3 separate regions of the Sus scrofa genome follow, and regions 2 and 3 are each linked to region 1. Evidence: chromatin contacts called from public HiChIP or PLAC-seq data. All regions are on one chromosome and are shown on one strand. The core of a region is the stretch at or near the end of the contact, and the rest is flanking DNA. Distances in the headings are between cores, read along the strand shown.

What was found. HiChIP or PLAC-seq counts read pairs in DNA pulled down with a chosen protein or histone mark.
Region 2: an H3K27ac HiChIP or PLAC-seq map of skeletal muscle shows a contact between it and region 1, with 5 times the contacts expected there. The contact joins the promoter of EFCAB5 here to the enhancer-like site in region 1. A contact is called at or near these places in 16 of 47 Hi-C or Micro-C datasets (alveolar macrophages, embryonic fibroblasts, fetal heart ventricle and 8 more) and 2 of 2 datasets of contacts at active chromatin or transcription factors (alveolar macrophages and skeletal muscle).
Region 3: an H3K27ac HiChIP or PLAC-seq map of skeletal muscle shows a contact between it and region 1. The contact joins two enhancer-like sites. A contact is called at or near these places in 2 of 2 datasets of contacts at active chromatin or transcription factors (alveolar macrophages and skeletal muscle).

Annotation. Positions count from the first base shown.
Region 1 is chr12:45,834,139-45,838,153 of Sscrofa11.1, forward strand. All of the region lies in intron 16 of SSH2 (protein phosphatase Slingshot homolog 2), which reads right to left. Among named protein-coding and RNA genes, the nearest start is that of CORO6, 22 kb to the left of the region's middle. Within about 2 kb of position 1,708, at least 30 of the 83 cell types and tissues checked have an H3K27ac peak or open chromatin away from gene starts, as enhancers often do. A contact at or near this core is called in alveolar macrophages, fetal skeletal muscle, liver and 5 more, where this site is marked.
Region 2 is chr12:46,083,523-46,087,537 of Sscrofa11.1, forward strand. EFCAB5 (EF-hand calcium-binding domain-containing protein 5) reads left to right here and starts at 1,693. Exons shown (of 24, transcript XM_013981195.2): 1 at 1,693-2,050. It overlaps SSH2 (protein phosphatase Slingshot homolog 2), which reads right to left and starts at 2,198. Exons shown (of 20, transcript XM_021067518.1): 1 at 2,032-2,198. The coding sequence starts at 2,094.
Region 3 is chr12:46,008,850-46,012,864 of Sscrofa11.1, forward strand. The region is part of intron 2 of SSH2 (protein phosphatase Slingshot homolog 2); the gene reads right to left. Among named protein-coding and RNA genes, the nearest start is that of EFCAB5, 74 kb to the right of the region's middle. Within about 2 kb of position 2,137, at least 3 of the 83 cell types and tissues checked have an H3K27ac peak or open chromatin away from gene starts, as enhancers often do. A contact at or near this core is called in skeletal muscle, where this site is marked.

The sequences.
Region 1 (4,015 bases), core at 458-2,957:
CACCTGCTGTGCCAAAGCAGGGACTCCATTCGAGTGTTGGTTTGAGTATTCACTGCCCATAGGTTTAGGGAATGTGATACCTCCTTAGCACTAGAGGGTGAATATGAATTTGTTTTAGCTGGTCCAGGAAATTCTGTTTTCCTAGCTAGTGATTACTTTTAGGAATACGACTCAGTCCTGGTCAATGGTCCTGCAGGGGTGGGAGTGGGGAGGGATGAGCAGTCTATCTTGGAGCTTTTGGAAAAGGTCTTTCCCTCTAATTGAAATGACCATTCATTTAGCCAGAGGCTGAGGAATTCAATGTAGATGCCTAGAAATGTGGAAGACATTTGGCAATCATGGGGCAATTCAAGGACAAAGCCACTAACGAAGGAAGGTGGAGCAGGAAGATGAGAGCACCCAAGTCCCTGATTACATCATAAGCCATTACAGAGTCAACTTCTGTGCTTGTTACAAGAGATGTTAAATGATCCAACTTTTTAAACTGCCTTTAGTTGGGTGTTGGGTCTTGTGTCTGCTCCTGGAGACCCACTCTTCAGCCTTTCTACCCTGCTCTGTGTCTGGAGTCCCACCTATGAACCACATCAACCGGCCCCCTGTCCCCTCCTTCTACAGGGCATGGGTAATGGGGAGCCCTAGCAGAAGACTAGAGGGAGGAGAGTGAAGGCAGGCCATTATTCCTGTAGCTCCTTCCCCGAAGAGTCACTCTGGCTGGCTGTGTCCCTTGACTGAAGGCTCTTGGCAACTCTTCTGAAGGTGCCTTTTCTCTCGGAGTCTTCTTCCAGTAACTGCTCCCTCTCTCTTTGCCCAGAAGCTATTACCAAAAGGCTCTACTGATACAAGTCCCTTGATCCCACTACAATTCCACACCTTTGTAAATACTCCCTTTATAAAACCCAAGTCCTCATATGATCCTAATCTGAGTATGCTGCTTCTTGTTGAGATCCCAACTGATGAAGATATTCTATTACTTGCAGCTAAAAGCTGCCAAGTGATAATAACCCTCAGCACTAGGTTTTAGTTTTTAAAATCCAAGACTCATCACAATACAGAAAATTCCAGGACACCTCTGTTCTAATGGAGTTAGCGTGTCTGTGGGTGGCAGGTGGCAGTGTCTGGAGGAAGGAGGAGGAAATAGATGGCACATGCACATGTGTTTCCTGGTAGCCTTGCAGGAAGGGGTAAGAATCACATCTGAATAACCCTTAACAGTCTATAATGTAGCTTATACACACTTTTATTTACAATAACCCTGTGAGGTAGGTCTCGTGATTTTAATTTTACAAATGGGGTCAGGTGAGGATCAGAACTGTGATTAATTTTTCAAAGTTGTAGCAAGGGGTGAACCAGGAACGGAAACCAGATCTACTGACTCAAATTCTGTGGTTTTTCTCTCTTCCCAGGGCTTGCCCTCCCTCCATGAATCAAGCCCAGGAAGGCAGGACAGAACCAAAAGGGAAAGGGAAGAGGCTGGGTGACATGTGGGTTTATGCTGTCCTTCTATTCCTCATCTAAGATTTTTCTGAAATTCCTTTAACATCTAAGAAAAACCACATACGCTAAAAAAAACCTCCCAATCCAACAGCTTGCAGTAGCCTCGGATTCCAGAATAAATACTGAAATTGGCAGGACACCTAGTATCCTTCCTCTCAACGGGTCACGTGAGGACACTGCCCAAAATCCGTCATGTGTGTGTCTGGGTATGTACAACATTTATGTCTCATCCTACCCTCAGATGGCTCTTTCTTGTGCCAAAAAGAACTGCTCTGTCCTACCTTCTGATCTAATCTAAAAATGTCATCAAAATCTGGCCCCAAAAACCTAAAAATTCTTTTTAAGTGGAGGAGACTTCAGTATCCTCCCAGCCTCCTAAGAGAATGGCTCAGATGAAACCATGCCAAGTACTGAGTAAATGGGAGGGGTTTTTAGTGGAAACCATAACGCTATGCTGTGGCCACGTTTTCACAATACTTCAGGGGTGGGAGGGTGGTCCCTCTGCCTGGAGAGACTGGGAGGCTATTTAACATTTCGTTCAGGGGAAACATAGCCCAGATCCAAGAGTCAAGACCAAGTCATGAGACTCACTGGAGTCAAACTCTGGCATCAGCCCCGAGTGCTTGTAGGCAGCTGTGCCTTCACCCTAACAAAACCATCTAGAACACGCCTACATGGAAGAAACAAAATACAAAATTCTGGCATGTGGCTTCTCAGGAAACTGATCCTTAAATTCAGTTTACTATCTGAATTTTTTCCCTGAGATCAGCTGAAGGTGGCTTTCACCACCAAAGGGGTAAAACATAATGTAGTGAAAATAAGCACTTATTTTATAACCAATTACCAAACTGTTGTTGAAACAGCCAGTTCTTATTGATACAGGAAGATGTTCAAGAACTAGCACTGGGTAGACAGAGAAAGACGAATACTCTGTAGTATCACTTATACACAGAATCTAAAAAAGCCAAACTCAGAGAAACAGAGAGTGGAGTAGTGGTTACCAAGGGTGGGGTGTGTTAGGGAAATGAGAGATGTTGGTCAAAGGGTACAGACGTCTAGTTGCGAGATTATCAAGTCCTAGGGATCCCTGAGGTACAGCATGGTGATTATAGCTAATAATACGTGAATTTTTTTTTTTTTTCCATTTTTGGCTGCCCTGAAGCATATGAAATTCCCAGGCCAGGGATCAGATCCGAGCTGCAGCAATGCTGGATCCTTAACCCATTGTGCTAGGCCAGGGAGCCAACCCACATCCCAGCATTCCCAAGACGCTGCTGATACTGCTGTACCACAGCGGGAACTCCACATGCATGAATGTTGCTGAGAGAAATCTTAGTCTCACTACAAAAAAGAAAAGGTAATTATGTGAGGGGACAGATGTGTTAGCTAATGCTATGGTGTTAATCAGTCTGCAATATATAAGTGTATGAAATCAATACACTGGACACGTTACACTTATGTAATAATTGTGTTATCAATTATATCTCAATGAAGCTGGGGGGTGGTAAGCAACAGTGGTGAGTAAATGCGCAATTAAAAAAAAAAAGACTGGAGTTCCCGTCGTGGCGCAGTGGTTAACGAATCTAACTAGCAACCATGAGGTTGCGGGTTCGGTCCCTGCCCTTGCTCAGTGGGTTAACGATCCGGCGTTGCCGTGAGCTGTGGTGTAGGTTGCAGACGCGGCTCGGGATCCTGCGTTGCTGTGGCTCTGGCGTAGGCCAGTGGCTATAGCTCCGATTGGACCCCTAGCCTTGGAACCTCCATATGCCTCAGGTGCGGCCCTAAAAAAAGACCTTAAAATAGAAACAAGAGAGTTCTTTCTGGGAGGCACCTTCATACTTCAAATGGGTTATATATCCCAATTCTGATTCGTTACATGACCAAAATTACTGGAGAAGACTCAGTGAAACCAAGCCCTGAAAAAAAAAAAAAAAGCCCAAAGCAGCAGGGGGTACTTTTTTTTTTTTAAAGAGTGGGCCAAAAAAAAAATTTTTTTTTGTCTTTTTGCCATTTTCTTGGGCCGCTCCTGCGGCATATGGAGGTTCCCAGGCTAGGGGTCCAATTGGAGCTGTAGCCGCTGGCCTATGCCAGAGCCACAGCAATGTGGGATCTGAGCCGCGACTTCGACCTACACCACAGCTCACGGCAACGCCAGGTCCTTAACCCACTGAGCAAGGCCAGGGATCGAAACCGCAACCTCATGGTTCCCAGTCGGATTCATTAACCACTGAACCACAACAGGAACTCTAAGGGCCAAAAAAAAAAAAAAAATTTTTTTTGTCTTTTTTTTTTGCTATTTCTTTGGGCCGCTCCTGTGGCATATGGAGGTTCCCAGGCTAGGGGTCCAATCGGAGCTGTAGCTGCCGGACTACGCCAGAGCCACAGCAACGCGGGATCCACGTCTGCAACCTACACCACAGCTCACGGCAACGCCGGATCGTTAACCCACTGAGCAAGGGCAGGACCGAACCCGCAACCTCATGGTTCCCAGTCGGATTCGTTTAACCACTGTGCCACAACG
Region 2 (4,015 bases), core at 443-2,942, 250 kb after region 1:
ACCACATGATCAATTTAATTACCTGTGTCAAAAAGTATCTATTAACATACCTCTAAAATAACCAAGTTTTGACTAATTAAGTCTTATTAAGTAGATACGGTATTACTATACACTAAACATTCACTTCCAGAAAATTAGTATGATAACATGAAATACATATATAATTATTATAGTATAAACTATTTTCAACAATGCCCAGGGAAAATTATGTCACTATAATACTGGTTCCTGGCTTACCTGCACAACTCAACTAAACTTCAGTTGCTTTCTCAGCCAAAATCAGGCCCAAACCCAAAAGGTAGAGCGAATTAAGATGGTCTGATGGTATTTTAATGACTTTCTAAAAACTAGCATATAAGAATAAAGTATATTGAATTTACATCCCTGATACTTGTCTTCAGAGGACCCTTAAATATTTCACTAGCTTTCACGTGCAGTTATTCTCAAATCACATAATCCTAAAAGTTGCAAAGAGCCTTAGAAGGCCCCCCCACCGCAGGAATTCTTTTTACCAACTCCTAGGCAAAAGGTCCTCCAGCCTTTGCTTTCAGCAATGGGCACTATTTTGCAAGACAGTCCACTCCACTGTTTGAAAATTCCTCCTTACAATGACTGGAAATCTGCCTCCTTGAACTTCTCTATCCAAGGATCTTAGCTAGTTCTGCTTTCTGGAAACAATACAAGGTAAGGTAATCTATGAAGTATAATCACCTATAGAATTAGGATACAGCTGCCAATTTGGCCACACAAAGTGCAAAAACTAGCACAAGAGAAAAAGAAACCAGCACCATACACAATAAAAATTTGAAATTCAGGAAACTATGTTGAAATTACAAACCAGGTTATTTTCAAGATATCAAAGTTCACACCTCACTTAAAATATAAATATTTAGATTAAGCAGAATTTTTACAGTGGAAGGTGGTACAGTGTTTACTGAATGCCTTTTTGCAAGTTGAAACCACTAAATCCACCAACACAGCTTTAAAAATTACAGTTCTGTAGGAAATTCAAAATGGTTTTTCCAATTGTTCATACATTCATTCGATCTTTTCCTTCTAAAACATCTGGATTTTTTTTTTTTTTTAAGATCCTATTTCGCCCCACTGGTGCAATATTTTATTTGAAAAACTAAACATTTGGGGGGGGGAGCCTAAAAGAATGGAGTGTATAGGAGTGGGGGTGGGGCGAGGAACCAAGGCTTAGAAGGGCCCAGCAGGAAAAGGCTGGTTACTGGGTATTTTCCTTCTGGAAGCACGCTTCACTGGCATAGGCATGTGAAGTAACGAGCCGTACACACGACCCAAGAACAAGAACGATCATGAGCAGCTGAGTGTAAGGCATAAATGTCTGTAAGATGTAAATGAATTGGCACTGGTCATCAAGCAGCGCCAGATGCTTTGGGACCTTGTAGGGGAAAGGTAAGAGATCCAAGGAGCAGAGACCGCGGCCACCCTTTGGAGGAGGCGAAGAAGGGAAGAAACCGAGGAGTAACTACCGTTCAGCAGTCCAATGAAGCCCGAACGGACAGAGCACAAGAAGGACAGCAAGGGACCAGGGGGAAAGCAGACACCCGGAGAGCCCGGAGAAGGGCGTGCAATGTGCGAATATTGAACGGGTCCACGAATTGGGTGTGGGTAAGGGGATGTGGGTGTGTGTTAGGGGCAACGATGGAGTCCCAGGGTCCTCTCCCTGCAGCGGAGCAACGGAGGGTGAAGGAAGGGGGAGGGCGAAAAGCAAGAATGACTCATTCCCGAAAGGAAGTGCTCAAGCCAGAGGAAGGCATGCCACAGGGGGGTTCGGGGCGAGGACTGTGAGGCGCCAGGTGCCCGGAGTGATGGGGGCACAAATCAACGTCCTGTAGTTCCCGCAGCTCGTCTTTAAGATGGGGGTGTGGGGGGGTTCGCGGCAGCCGAGTGCCAAGGCCTGGGAAGCGGCGCGGCGCGTGCGCAGTGGCGCTCGGCGGGACCCGCTGAGGCAAAGCGGAGCCGCAGTGACAGAAGCGAGCGGAGCGGCCGCCGGGAGGGACTCACCGAGGCGCAGGGGCTGGAGGTAGTGCTGGGGGTAGGCGACCGCTGGACCGTGACCAAAGCCATCTAGGCGCTGCTGGGCTGTTCCGGGCAGGGCATTCTTGTCCTGAGTGTGGGGGGCGGGAGGGTGACGGAGCCGGGATGGGGCAAGGGGTGTGGGGAAGGGGTGAGGGGAACGGGGAGGAGGACGAGGCCGCGGGAACGGCCGCAGGCTCCGCACCCACCACCGGACTCTCAAGACTGACGCGCCGAACGGGCAGCTGGCGGGCGGGCGGGCGGGCGGTTCGGCAGCTGCGGGGCACAATGAGCGCTCCCAGTGCGCAGGCGCCACCTGTCAGCAACCGCCTCTCCCCTCGGCGCGCGCCGCCGCCTCGCCGTAACCCTTGAGTTGCCGGAAGCCGGCCGGGTGTGTGCGCCTCGGGCCGCCGCCCCCTCCCGGGTTTCCTCCTGGGCTCTGGAATCGTGCAGTTTGGCCGTGCTGGGGGCTGGGGCTTGCGATGGGAGGCGGGGCGTAGGGGCTTGGGGCGTCTCTCGGGTCCCCACGCCTGAGGGATAACCGTTTTCTGAGGTGGGGCGCAGAGCCTAACCCACCTTAGTGAAAAGAAACTGAGGTGAAAAGCCTGAGGCAAACAAGTTTCCTGGTGGGAAAGGGCGCCGCGGGGTTTGAAACGCTTTCCCCGTGCGTGGGTGGGACTTACTGGGCTAGAGACTTTCCCTTTGACCCCGGCTCTCGGGGGATTTTTCTGAGCTTTTCCACCCTTCCGTCTCCGAGTCTGTGTTTTATGATGAGACTTTTTGAAAGGAAGATTTTAAAATTTAATACCTCGGGAGTCTTCCTCTATTTCCTTGGCCCGTGTCTAAGGACTCCTTCATTATTCTCGAGATGCAGAGAGGCTGAGCGAACCCGGGAGGCCGAGAAAGCTGGGCTCACAGACTTGTAAGGGTCCAACCGGCTATTTACCTCCCACTTGCTTTTTGCTGGAAGAAATTCTCTTAACTAGGATTTGCTCGTTGAGGTTTCCTCTCCTTCGTCTCTGGATGCCATTATTTCATAGACGTATGTGAAATGCCGAGATTAAGTATTTTAAAGAAATAGTTTTCTAAACGATAAATCATCAGTTGAACATAAGCCAACAATGTAATGAAAAATCGACATTAAAGGGGGGGTGGAAATGGCACTATGCAAATACTACTGATTGATTTCACAGAGAAAGAGAGTTGACAAAGCTATTTCTCAATTTGAGTGGATGTGCTGGTACATACTACCATATATATTAAAGCTGTAAAAACACATTCAGGAACTTGCAGTTATTAACCTACCACCTCCTGTTTGTCACTCAAACTCTCTTGGATCTTACTGCTTCTTGTAAACTGACAGAGCTGTCAGGAGCTCTTTCTGGCCACTGTATGGTTAAGTGCCACTAGAGCCCTCTGTGCTGAGCCTTTGTTCTCTCTCTGGGGCCCTGTGGTTGAAATAATTAGCAGGGAGGTTCCATCAAGAATCAGACACTGAGGGTCCCTGTACTGTACAGTCTTCCGTGGAATGTACTGCAGAGAAGCCAGCTGGTAGGCTTTTGCCCCCTGGTGGTGGTCAAGAGAGCCTGAGAGACAAAATTAAACAAAGCTGTATGGTTCACAATTAAACAATCTTGTGTTTTTCTCAGAGCTACTTAGTAAACAGGAAAAGAGAAGACAAAGTTCAGAATGAGAACTTTGAACCAAAGCTTTGGAAATCAAACAGGAAGCTATATTGCATAGGCAAAAAATATACATAGCTGAAAGCTGAATGAATTCAAATAAATGAAGTGTGGTTTATAAACCAAAGCATTATTCTAGATTATTCAAATCAATAGGTCTTAGTAATGTACTTATATGTTAGTTTTCTTACTGACTCAGGGACAGAAACACTGATTATATCTACTTTTGTGTAGCAACATAATCATAAATTCTTTTGGAAGATGAGAGACTTAATTCTATTAATCTTACA
Region 3 (4,015 bases), core at 887-3,386, 180 kb after region 1:
TTTTTTTTTTTTTTGGCCATGCTCATGGCATGTAGAAGTTCCCAGGCCAGGAATCAAACCTGAGCCACAGGAGTGACCCAAGCCACTATAGTGACAACACTGGATCCTTAACTTGCTTCGCCACAAAGGAACTCTGGTTACATAATTTCTTGATGTGTTTCTGAAAACTTCAATTTGTGAAAATTCAAGACATATATAAAAGTCAAAAATAAGGAGTTCTCCTGTGGTACAGCCAGTTAAGGATCTGGTGTTGTCACTGCAGCTGCTTAAGTCACTGCTATGGCTCGGGTTTGATCCCAGGCCTGGGAACTTCTGCATGCTGTGGGTGTGGCCAAAAAAGAAAATAACTGAAAAATAAGTGCACTTTTCTATATGCATATTATATTCTGTTGAAATATAATATGCAAAGTATAAAAGTGTTCTTTAAGTCCTCTTTTCAATGCCAGCCCCAGCAATGTTGACACAGGAAGTCTTAATAACCTCAATGAAAACTTCACCCTTTACTGGCACAAATCTACTGATGAGTTGATTCTCCTAATTTCAGTTGCTTGCTCTTCTTTTAACAGAAGCCTAGTCAAGAAATTTCACTGAACAGAATTTAACTTCATTGTACCTAAGATATCAAATGCATACAGCAGCTCTTATGATTCTAGTCGATCTCAATTTTATTCTCAAGTAAACAGATGTTGCAAATGTTGCAGATTGGCGCTCTGATTTGGAGGTGCAAAAATTAGCATAGCTAGGGAGTAAAAACAGTGGTTCTAAATCCTTGATTAACATTAGACTAATCCTGGGAGTATTTAAAAAATACCAGTACCTGGGTCCCACTCACAGAGATACTGATTTATCTGGACTGAGGTGAGACCCTGTTATTAAATTATTTTAAAAGGTCACCAGATGATTCTAATGTGCGGCCATGATGAGAACCACTGAGCTAAATTATAAGGATAATTTTTTAAACAGCCTTTGTAGCCAAGACTACTACATTTTTCATTTCTCTTCAAATAAATCACTTAAGAGGGTAAGTCTTTACAAAAGAAAAGTTGAAAATCATTTCTCATTTGTTATTCTAGGAAAAAATAGTCAAGCTATGCTTTATTCTGGAACAAAGAAAAAAATAATTTTAACATTGCAGGAGGTTTTCTATCCATGTAATCATCTGGATCAGAACTCCCTGCAAAGGAGTTACCGTCATGGCTCAGCTAAGGTTAACGAACCTGACTGGCATCCATGAGGATGCAGGTTCGATCCCCGGCCCCACTCAGTGGGTTAAGGATTTGGTGTTGCTGTGAGCTGTGGTGTAGGCTAGCGACTACAGCTCCAACTGGACCCCTAGCCTGGAACCCTCCATATGCCTCTGGTGTGTCTCTAAAAAGACAGAAGACCAAAAAAAAAAAAACAAACAAAAAAAAACTCTTGCAAAGGAAAAACAGGAATACTATTCATGGTGAAACTATGTTTCTGTCACTAGCAACACTTATAACCTGTTTTCTGACGGGTGCTCTAATCAGCAATCTCTTTACTATATAGCAGAGGTGAGGCAGAAACAATTCAAATGATCCTTAACTCTGGGGGACAGCTATTTGCTATTGCCTAACTAGCCATTTGAAACTCTTAATAAAACCCACATCTCCTTAGCAACACAATTTCCTTTTAAAATTCTTTTTACATTTCTGTGTTGGCTAGTGAAATAGTGTCTCTGCAAATGAGTCTGAAAAAAGAAATAAAAAACACACACAGTACAGAGAGCTGAAAGGAAGAGGGTAAATACAAATCATCAGAGATGACCAGAAGCACATGCTGTTGGCCAGTCACCACCTTCCAGCCAACCAGTTTGTTATCGCTGTATCTGCAGGTTTATGCACAGGCATCTTATTTGTGCTCACAATCTCTAGAGATTTACAAAAGTAGATTTCATGACAGCAGCAGTTGTCCCCTTCTAAGTGTAGTTTCACTTTCTAAGCCAACAGCTCTTTCATTGTTTTGATCATCCCATACACCATATTCTAAGACTTAAAATGTAAGAATCCTCAAGATTAAAGCCTCTTCTATTGTCAATCCATAGGTTGGCTACTCAGATGAGCTAGGGCTTTTCTTCTTCTTGATCTTTTTTTGGCTGCATCATGGCATAGAGAAGTTGCCCAGCCAGAGATGGAATCTGAGCCTCATCTGTGACCTTTGCCACAGCTGCAGCAATGCCAGATCCTTAACCCACTGCAGCAAGCATTGAACTGGCAATGCCACAGGAATAAGCTGGATTATTAACCCACTTCGCCAAAGTGGGAACTCCTGAACTAGGGCTTATCTTAATGTTAATAACTTTTTAGAATTCTTAAATCCTTCATCTTGAACTTAGTATTAGCCAGGTTAAATATTCTCTCTCCTCCAAAGCAATTCTGCTACCCCCACAAAATTACTACATGTGAAACATCCATAGAAGTTGTCACCTAAAAAGATACTTTATATTCGAGACACCTGTCCTACCCTGGAAGAGAGTGAAAAACTATAGTTTAAAAAATGTAAAGTATTCTATACCACATTTTTACATTTTAGATTTTCCTTTCTTTTTATCTGTTTTCTCCACATTCAGTTCAACAGGTAGCTTTTTCTTTTCTTTTTTTCTTTCTTAATATCAAAAGGCTAATGTCTCTCCCTTTCACTGGTCTATTCAAACATAAAATCTGTTTTGATTGCACAGAGGGAAAATGCATTCTCTACAAGGATATAACATCCAAGCAAAGGTTGAAGGAGACCATAAATATCGTGTGACCCCCTATATCCATCCCTGTTCCTGTTTGGTAGGGTAAAGGTAGGATAAGAAGAGCAAAGAAAAGAGAGAAAGAAATAAGCTGCATTCTTAAGAGATAATCTAATACAACAAGCATCTTTCTGACATACAGGCTAGAGAAGAAATAAGCCGACAGTGGTAATGAATTCAGCTGTTTCTAGCTGAACCTCTACAATCACCATAATTGGAATCCCAGCTCAGGCAAAGCTCATTCTCCTTTAGGGTGGGACAGCAGTAGGTATGGGAATGGGAAATGGAGAGAACCCTCAGGAGTTTCAGTGGCTGCTGCAGCCACCAGTACCCCAACCTGCTCTAGTCACTGCCTACATTCTTCCTTACCTGGAACCACAGCAAAAATCCTGCTGCTAGGGCTAGCGTCTTCTTTCTCGGTGACCTCTTCCAGTCACATGGTCACTCTGCTCTAGGGCAGGCAGTCCCTCTTCCCACTATGGAGGCCTCCAGCAACCCTGTGCATAGCAGAGGGAGCAAATAGCTGCTTCTGGATCTACCCTTTATCTGGTTCCCTGGAGGCTGAGTGGGACTAGAGAAGGGGCAGAGGTCTCTCTACATTCCTTCCTTCTCTTCCGGGAAAGCCCCAGGAGATGTAAGGCAGCCAGTCCTCTTCCAGAGTCGCCCCTTCTTTGCCTCCAACCAAATTTCCTTTCACTCAACCACAGACTTTGCATTTATTGCATATGAATGATTTTCTCCTCTCCTTAGCTTTCTGTGCATCTTCATAAAGCTAATTTGTAGAAGAGATTATACATCTTCTTAGAGGAAATTTTTTTTAATTTCATCTTTATTGGGCTATAATTGACAACACTAAGATATTTAAAGTGTATATCATGGGGATTTGATATATGAATACACTGTGAAATGATTCCATCTGGTTAATTAATACATCCGTCATCTCACAACTTATCTCTTCTTTTTGGTGAGAATATATAAGTTCTGCTCTTTTAGCAATTTCAGTTATACAATACAATGTTAACTATAGTCACCATGTTTTACATTAGATCCTCAGACCTATTTACCTTATGGCTGGACGTTTGCTCCTAGGGTAGATTTGATATTTTATGCCTACCCCCTAAAGCCTTGGCCCAGTAATTTGTATATGAGAGTCAATCAATGCTTGGTGAATGAGTGAATGCATAAATGAAAGAATGAATACAACTAGCCAAAGTACACATTTCCATTATCCCAGGAGTGACTGAAATTCTTCTACTC